Linked DNA regions of Sus scrofa: region 2 is linked to region 1. Evidence: chromatin contacts called from public Hi-C data. All regions are on one chromosome and are shown on one strand. The core of a region is the stretch at or near the end of the contact, and the rest is flanking DNA. Distances in the headings are between cores, read along the strand shown.

Region 1 (4,798 bases), core at 2,021-4,520:
TTAAGATGACATCATCTGAGGTGGTATGCTAAGTATAGTTTCAAAATAGCCAATCACACTGGCTGAGATGAAGTGGTCACAGCCAACCACTATCTCTCATCCTTCATTGTCCACTCCAATGACCTCAGCCTTCAGGGAGCATCCTGGTGAGCAAAACCAGGGGCAGCCAGCCAATTTTTATACAAATCCCTAGATGCATTTATCACCAGATAAATAGATCATGTTAAGGATATCTGTGGCAGGAATGGATTCCTCAGACAATATAACTTTGGTGTCTTTTTAGGTAATATATTTTTCTTCATGGGCAGGGTCAACCGATTTATTTTAGAATGAGCATTTTTTCTTTCTTCTTTCTTTCTTTTTCTCTTTCTCTCTTTCCTTCTATCCCTTTCTCTCTTTCCCTTTCTTCCTTCCTCCCTCCCTCCCACTATACCAGGGGGAGGGATCGAACCTCCATCCTGGCCCTACAGAAATGCCACCAATCCAATTGTGTCACAGCAGGAACTCCAGAATGAGCATTTTCTATTTTTAGAGGGTCTTTTCCATTTCGCTTAGAATTTTATCTGAAGTATGAACAAATTCTCGAATGTTTAATATGAACTGAGAGGAGAGAAGCCCTTAATAAGGGTTCAGTTAACTGGTTTCGTTTGCCAGCAGATGATATAATTCAGAAAGCCCACCAGCTGCCACTTGGTCAGTTCCCAGCAAGTAGGTTCTAATTGCCTCACTTCACCTGTACCTTTTTCCAGGTTTAGCCAAAGAAACTTCCTTCCCTCCATCCACTTTCAATCATACCACAGAATACTCAACTTTTGAAATGTACACAAGGTCTCTCTCATACACACACACACACAGTCAATTATATTTAGGGCAGGCTATATAAGTTGCAAGGACCAGTGAAAAGTGAAATCATGGGCCCCTTGGTTCAAATTTATGAAGACTTTCAAGATAGTGGCAGCAGAATTTCAAGAGCGTTAAACCAAGAATGAGGTCCTTCTGAGGGGGGACCTGTATAACCATATAGGTCTCATGCCCACAGTGCCAGCCCTGACTGCTTTAATAATCACACTAAATGTCTCCTTATAAGTACACAGCAAAGAACACGTCTGGAGCAACTGAAAGTTACTTTGTGCTAAAACTTTCCTTTCAGCCCAACACCAATTACCCATAACTCAGCCATAATATGTTAGCAATGGAAACTGATTTCTTACATTAAAATTTCTAGCAATTTTATAGGTATTTTCTCTTTTGATCTTAAGACATTCTTATTCTCCCCAATTTGTCAGTATGCAAACAGGCATAGTAACTTATCCAAGGGCACATTTAATTTTTTTTTCTGCCCTTATGTGTACTATATAGAACATTTGAAAACTATGGAAAGAAAATATTTATTACTCATAAACTACCACCTTAGAGATAACTGCTATTAAAATTTCAGTATGGATCCTTCTAAGTCTATTTTTCTATACTTTTTCTGTTCTTTTTAGGGCCACAGCTGTGACATATGAAAGTTCCCAGGCTAGGGGTCAAATCAGAGCTGTAGTTGACAGTCTACACCACAGCTACAGCAGCACTCTTTCCTTAACCCACTGACTGAGGCCAGGGATCGAACCAGAATCCTCATGGATACGAGCTGGGTTTGTTACTGCTGAGCCACAACGGGAATGCCTCTATAATTTTTAATGCAAGACTTTGTATAAGTTCCTGTGTGTTTTTCTATCTAAATGGGGCTCATATCATGCATACTGCTTAATAACCCTTTCAACTTCATGACATAACCCAAATGTCCCCCACATTATTAAACACTCCTCCTATGAAGAATTATTTTTAGTGGTTATGTAATAGTCCATCATGGTTGGTAAGGAATCCATTTAGAAAAAAATGGGAGATGATAAAGAGAAAAAATATTGGTGTTTACTGCTTTTCATATTATAACCCTTTTACTCCTCACCACTGCCTTATAAGCTAGATGTTATTATCTCCATTTCACAGATAAAGAAATTGAGATACTGACAGTTTAAATAATTAGCTACAAGTCACACATTAGGGCGAAGCTGGAATTTGGACTGAGGTCTGCTTAAAGTCAAAGTTTATATGAAAATCACTCTGTGGAGTTCCCTTCGTGGCTCAACGTTTAAGGAACCTGACTAGGATCCATGAGGATGTGGGTTGGATCCCCGGCCTTGCTCAGTGGGTTAAGGATCTGGCATTGCTGTGAGCTATGGTGTAGGTTGTAGATGCAGCTCAGATCCTGCACTGCTGTGCCTACGGCATAGGCCAGCAGCCATAGCTTTGATTTGACCCCTAGCTTGGGAATTTCCATAAGTCACAGATGTGTCCTTAAAAGAAAAAAAAAAAAAGAGAAAGCTTTGAAAAAAAAAAAAAACCCTTTGCAATGACAGTGATACATAATTTATTATTTTATTCTGTAGAAAGACCCCTGGGTGAGCACAGCATTTAGAGCCTTGGAAATGTTTGAGGTGCAGTGTTTCTCTGTTATTGGGAAAAGGCTGTCAAGGGGGTTGGTGGAGATATGGACAAATAATGACCAGGAACAACCTCTGGGTCAAAGAATTGTCCTTTCAGAGGTTATTTCCTGGTTAGTGGGGATGCTTTGGGTCACAGGTAGTCATATTTGCACATGAGGAACATCGAGGAAAGAAGGATGTATGCTCATGAAGAAAAAAACCAGGGGTGGGCAGTAGATTGGTTTCCAGCTTAAGAAAGTAGCATTTGGGATAATCCCTGAGCCATGTGTCTGTTGGACTGCGTACATACCCTCTAAGGGAGAATTCAGGACAATTACAGAAAAAGAAAATTATGTTCCTAAAAGTTCTCAGAAGCGATTTCTTAAAGTGATTTCCCAGTGTAGAATTGTTTGGCCTCCTCACTCGCCCCCACCCGGCCAGGCTTAGTCAGCTAGTTTCTCACTGACGTCTGCAGTTCTAGGAGCTTAGTCCCCCAGGGGAGTGGAAAAGATTCCTGGCACGTACATTAGATCAGAAAAAAAAAAAAAAATTGATGATGAGTAAGAATAGTCTATTACCTCCTTCGTCTTGACTATACAATTTCCCCTCAAAGGGAAGGCCATCCGTGGTGAGAGTTTCCTGTGATTGCTCTAACAAAGCACCACAGATGGATGGAGGGGCTCAAGATGACAGAAATGCAATCTCCTCCCACTTCTGGAAGCCAGGAGTCTGCAGTCAAGGCGTTTCAGGGCCATATTCCCTCTTATGGCTCTAGGGGAGGGTCCTTCCTGCCTCCTTCAGCCTCTGGCAGCTCAAGGTGTCCTTGGCTCATGGTGGTACCACTCTAGTCTATGCCTCCATCATCCACGGCCTTCTCCTCATCTGGGTCGTTTCCTTTTCCAGCTCTTTTCAGGACACTTGTCATTGGATTTAGGACCTACCTGGATAATCCAGGACGATCTCATCTTGAGACCCTTAACTTCATTTCATCTGCAAAGATCCTTTTTCCCAATAAGGTCACACCCACAGATTCTGGGGGTTAGCTCATGCCTGTATATTTTTGGGGGGCTATTCATTGACCCTGCTCCAGTGCTGAGGCTTAATGCTGTTGTATGCCAAGAAAGAGCTACTGCACTCTCCTCGATTGTTTCGTTTCTGTTTTTTGTCTGTTTGTTTGTTTTTGGACTTACCTCTGGCATGTGGAAGTTCCTGGGCCAGGGATCGAACCCCCATCACAGCAGTGACAAGCCAGATCCTTAACCTGCTGAGCCACCAGGGAACTCCAAGAGCCCTTCAGGTTTATATCTTGGGTAGGGCCTTCTTCCCTGGACAAAGCTCTGGGAAGGAAGGAGGAGCTCAGAGCTGAAGGACAGTTTTGGTTCCCCAGGCACACAGGTATCTGGTGTCTCTGAGCTCCCGAGTTCTAGATTCAGCACAATGATGTCTGTGGGCCCCAGAGGCACATGGACACCACTGAGGAAGAGGAAGCCAGGCCTGATGGGACCTCCCACCTGTGTGACTGTGGAGACATAGAGCCAGGTGGGGTTCTGGCCACCTCAGCAGATGCAAACCAGGAGAGAGAAGATTATCAAAGACCCAGGCCCCACTTTCCCACCCTGTGTGGGCCCAGCATAGCCTGGAGAGGGACTCTGGACAAGAAAGCACTACTGAATTGGACTGAATTAGAGGAGATGAGCATTCTGACCCAGTGATCAAATGGAGAGGCAAAGTACAAATGGAAGATGTACTTTTTGTGCTGTAGTAAACAGAGTTCTTTAGAAAAACAGAAGAAAGATTTATTTTAAGAAATTAGCTTATGTGACTGTGAACCTACCATGTCTGGACTCTATAGGGCAGGCTGGGAGACTGGAAATTCAGGTGAGCATGGAGGTTGCTGTCTCGAGTCCTAATTCCACAGGACAGCAGCCTGAAAACTCAGGCAAGGTTTCCATGCTTAGTTTAGTGTTTTTGCTTTTTTTTTAAATTCACTTTAGGGCTGCACCTGCAGCACATGGAAGTTCCCAGGCTAAGGGCTGAGTTGGAGCTGTAGCCACCGGCCTATGCCACAGCCATAGCAATGCAGGATCTGAGCCACGTCCGTGACCTACACAGCAACTCAGGGATTCTTAACCCACTGAGCGAGGCCAGGGATTGAATCCGAGTCCTCATGGATACTAGTCAGGTTCATTACTGCTGAACCACAATGGGAACTTCCTCCATGTTTGTCTTGAAGAGAACTCCTTCCTCTTTGGAGAACCTCAGTTTTGGCTCTGAAGACCTTCCACTGATTGACTGGAGCTCACTCACACGATGGAGGATAATCTGCTTCA
Region 2 (4,618 bases), core at 1,324-3,823, 510 kb after region 1:
GGCTCTTATACAATGGGTAATATGCCTATTAAATCACAGTCTAATATTTGAAACCTTCCAAATTTTAAGACACATCTGGCTCAATTTTTCAAGAGATGGACTGTAAATTTTTTTGTGTTATTTCACTGTCTAAGTTCATGAAACTCTAACAACATCTTCAAAATCCCTTTGTTGTCCTGTCCTGCATGATCACAAACCACACACAAAGCCCAACACTGACACCGGCCCTTGGTATTAATCATCTGACCACTTCTTAACAAATTCAGCGAAGGAAAATCGTCCTTCATGGATGTTGATGGCTTGTCGGAAGCCCACAGAGAGACTCAGGACCACAATCTACATAAGTGATGACAAGAGGAATCTTATTTATACCACTTTACATACTCATCTGCCTAATATATGCTGGAATCTCTCAACGTATAAGGCACTGATAACTCTAAACTGCTTCCTATTTTCTTTAAATGAAAAACTTTCTGTGATTTGGGTTTGAAATAAAATTATTTCCCAACAATTCGAGCAGCAAAAATGTCCAACGGTTGAAATTTTTTGGCTGATGCTGAGGTGCTCTAGAAGAGGAAAAAAAAAGGGGAAACCATCAAGCTTGTCATATTTCAACTTTTAACAATTTTTTAGGACTTTCCCCTCTGCATGGACCCACGGGGGCCTCTCACGCACAGGCAACTTAGTATTCAAGTTGACTTAGTTGAAATCAGGAATATTTTCTACTATTTTTATCACCAAATCTTATTCCACTTCTCCCTGTGTGAAAGCATCAAATTTACACAATCAATAGGCTTCCCAAACAGAGACACTGAACTCTCAGTAAACAGGAAAGTACTTCGTGGATAAGTCATGTATTTGGGGTAACATGTTAACGCTTTGGGAGTTTCTCAGGGGCCATTTAGCATATTTAAATAAGTAAGGAAATCAACATCAATTAATATTTTCTCCATGCCCACAGGGTACTTGGCACCCGTCTGCTGGACTCAGTGGGAAACAGTCATTAACTGTCCCTGTTCTCAAAGGGCATTTTCCAAACAGACCATAACACCAACCTCATTCTTTCACAAACCACAGAGAGCAAACAGAAAAAAATGTAACTTTAGCCAATTAAGAGACTTTGTTTTTAATGGATCCTTGACTTCAGCTGGCTTACATCTTTGTCTTTGAGGTGGTGGAGGAAGGATTGGGAAAACAGAGGGATAAGATAGAGAAGCGAGGCCGAGAAGGAAGAAAGTAGGAAAGTGCTGAGTTGACATGATGAATTTCGTTCTGCAAACCGCCAGTAAACAGCACATTCCTTCATCCACTCCGTCACTCAACTCTGCGTCCCCAGAGCTTCTCTAAGCAATGTCACTCTGGGTTGAGGACAAAAAGAGTGAATCACGGAGAACTCGCCCCCAGTGGTTCCATGGGGACCACAGTGACCCCTGCCTCACAGGGTTATTGTAAAGATGAAATGAGCTAATACGTGTAACACACTTCTAACAATGCCTGGCACAGACGCTGTATGGCACAGACGCTGTAATAATTTGGGAAATAAGCACACGAACAGACGTTTTTCACTGGAGTGTGATAAAGGAGGTTCTAGTAAGCTGTGGAAGGCTGCGTGGGCCGGGGTGCACAGGAGGAGGGAGGAGATTAGGCAGCAGAGGGTGGTGTGAGGTTGCAGGGGATGCTCCAGGGTCGGGTCCAGGTTCCCATGCATTACCTAGAGACCTGCGGCTCTGTCCTTGGGCTGCCCCACCGTGGAGGCAGAAGCCAGAATCCGGAATCCAGCCTGGAATCCATCCCCAAACTGTGTCCCCTGACCTGGGGCCATAAGCACCAGAATTAAGGAGCATCGTCTACTATATTTTGTATAATTTTTAGACTCTTTAAATTTTAAAAAAATTTTAAAACTTTTAATTGACGTATAGTTAATTTACAAGGCTGTGACAATTTCTGCTATACAACAAAGTGACCCAATCATTCATATACACATATCCATTCTCTCTCAGATTTTTTTTCTACATATCACAGGACATAGGGTTGCAATCTCTGTCTTCCTCTCAGCAGACACTGTGTCCTCCAGGAGAGGAACTTCGCAGGCTTTCAGTAACACGTGCAACTGATCAGATCTGTTATTCCTGAACCATCACTCAGGATGACTGATTCTGTTTTCCCCGGAGGATCAGGCCCTCCACTGGGGATCGTTTCTGTGTCAGGGCTCTGCCGGCAGGATTTTCTCTCTTTACAAGACTTCCTCGTGGACTAAGAGAAAGAACAACTTTCCGGTAAACCCTGACTCTGCCTGGGAAAACCCCCTGGGCAGGAACCCCCAGTGGGGACGCTGCAACTGCCTAGTCTAGGTTATCTGGGTGGCACCCACCTCTTGGCCAGGAATCTTCAATAAAAAGGGGAAAACAGGAATCCAGTTCTTACTAGAGTGCTGAATTTGTCCAAGATCCATTTTTTAGAGCCGTGAAAGGAGAAGGGAAAAGGGCAAACCCAAATGAGTCATCTGGGGTATACCTGTTGGGTGAGGCATCAGCCAGACTGTGAGAGGCAGTTCTGGCTGCCACAGTGGTTCCTGCATCTTTTCAATGAGCACTGGGAGCCAGCTGGGTGCCAGGCCCTGACCCAGGGTACTGGGGATCCACAGTGAACAGAACACACTGTCGGGTCCCCAGGGTGCCCAGTCAACTGTGCCAGACAGATGCCCAAGGACTCACCATGAGTGGTTATAGGGACAGTGCCATCAGCACACAAGAGCCCATGTGGGCCACAAAGAGGGAGTCATCGTTGACCTTTATCCTAGATGTTGCAGGGCCGTGAGCCTGGAGGCAGACGCTATGTGAGGTACCGGGTGAGGACCCAGGGTCTGAGCCGGATGGGGACTAAAGGGCTGCCTTGGGAAGGTGACTCTAAGTCCAGCTACCTCTAGTTGAGTAGCACACGCTAAGCAATTTGTGGGGGCATTAGGCATTGTATGCCATCTACCAACTCCGACTAAAAAGAGGGACCACATCCCCAGAGGGCAGGCCTCAGATGATGGGGGGCTGTGTTTAGACCTGCATCTCAGCAGCCTCCACTAAATGGGGTCTTGAGAAACAGGTGGTGTGTGGTTCCCCAGATTCCCAAAAACATAGCCTAGAGTCATCCTTAGGAGATTCTGGAGGACGTAAATACAAAACAAATAGAAATCAAAGTTTAATCCCTCTGCCATTTATTAATTGTGAAACTAAATATCCATTTGATTCACAAAGGTGGTAAGAGTCAACTTTGGCGTTTAACTCTCAGGCTTCAGAATCTCCTACATGGGAAAGTCTCCACGCCATCCAATGATGGGTTACACTGTTGAAAGATGTGCACATATTTTTCCCTCTATATTGGGAGCCAAGATAACGCTGTGATGTGGATGGGGTTTTCTTTCTTTTCTTTTTTAAGTTTTATTGAAGCAGAGTTGACTTACAATGTTCTGCTGTACAATAAAGTGATTCAGTTATACATAGACATATCCATTTTTTTCAGATTCTTTTCCCTTACAGGTTAATACAGAATATTGAGTAGAGTTCCCTGTGTGACCTAGCAGGTCAGATGGCATTTATTTTCATTCTGTGGTTATGTATAACAGAGAAAAATTATGAATTTATAGAAACCTAAAAGAAAACAAAAACAAAAAAAAAAAAAGAAAGAAAAAGGATGTTCCTGGTTTGTAAGAGTCAAAGCTCTGCCTCCCAAGGATATTAGGGCCATCAGATCAGATTTTGATTTTTAGTTTTGGTCTTTTTTTTTTTTTTTTCCGAGCTGCACCCATGGCATATGGAGGTTCCCAGGCTAGGGGTCCAATTGGAGCTGTAGCTGCCAGCCCACACCACAGCCACAGCAACACCAGATCTGAGCCGTATCTGAGACCTACACCACAGCTCACGGCAACGCCGGATCCTTAACCCACTGAGCAAGGCCAGGGATAGAACCCACAACCTCATGGTTCCTAGCTGGATTGTTTCCGCTGAGCCATGACGGGAACTCCCTAAGATCAGATTTTTAATTCCAACTCCTAATAAAATACTACATAGATAATTTTGACTAAATTGTTTAACCTCTATGAGGTAGTATTTTCTCCATTTTTAGAAAGGGAGAAAAAGACCCTACTTTTTTGTATGGGATCAAGTGTTCCAGTGTCGGTGAAGAGCTTTTGCATACTGAGAAGCAGTGGGCAAAGGCACAGAACCACTTTCATTTATCAGCGTATTTCCTAATGGATAAAGCTGTAGCATAAAATCACAAAGGTCCAAGTCCTTGTACAGTTTACTAAGGATTTGCCTGCTTAGTGATGTCAGAGGCCAAAGCATAAAAAAGCAAAAAGCTGGAGTTCCCACTGTGGCTTAACTCAGCTGGTTAAGGACAAGACATAGTTTCCTTGAGGACATGGGTTCAATCCCTAGCTTATCTCAGTGGGTTAAGGATCTGGCATTGCCACAAGCTGCAATGTAGGTCACAGATGCAGCTTGGATCCCATGTTGCTGTGGCTCTGGCATAGGCCTCATCTGCATCTCCAATTTGACCCCTAGCCTGGGCACTTTGATATGTCACAGGTGCAGCTGTAAAAAATAATAATAATAATTTTTAAAAA

The links. A called contact is a pair of places that touch in the nucleus more often than the background predicts.
Region 2: a Hi-C map of retroperitoneal adipose tissue shows a contact between it and region 1, with 2.0 times the contacts expected there. The contact joins two enhancer-like sites. A contact is called at or near these places in 2 of 47 Hi-C or Micro-C datasets (retroperitoneal adipose tissue and subcutaneous adipose tissue) and 1 of 2 datasets of contacts at active chromatin or transcription factors (alveolar macrophages).

The regions. Positions count from the first base shown.
Region 1 is chr13:198,661,056-198,665,853 of Sscrofa11.1, forward strand. No RefSeq gene overlaps it. Among named protein-coding and RNA genes, the nearest start is that of RUNX1, 28 kb to the left of the region's middle. Within about 2 kb of position 3,271, at least 6 of the 83 cell types and tissues checked have an H3K27ac peak or open chromatin away from gene starts, as enhancers often do. A contact at or near this core is called in retroperitoneal adipose tissue, where this site is marked.
Region 2 is chr13:199,176,463-199,181,080 of Sscrofa11.1, forward strand. No RefSeq gene overlaps it. Among named protein-coding and RNA genes, the nearest start is that of SETD4, 410 kb to the right of the region's middle. Within about 2 kb of position 2,574, at least 1 of the 83 cell types and tissues checked has an H3K27ac peak or open chromatin away from gene starts, as enhancers often do. A contact at or near this core is called in retroperitoneal adipose tissue, where this site is marked.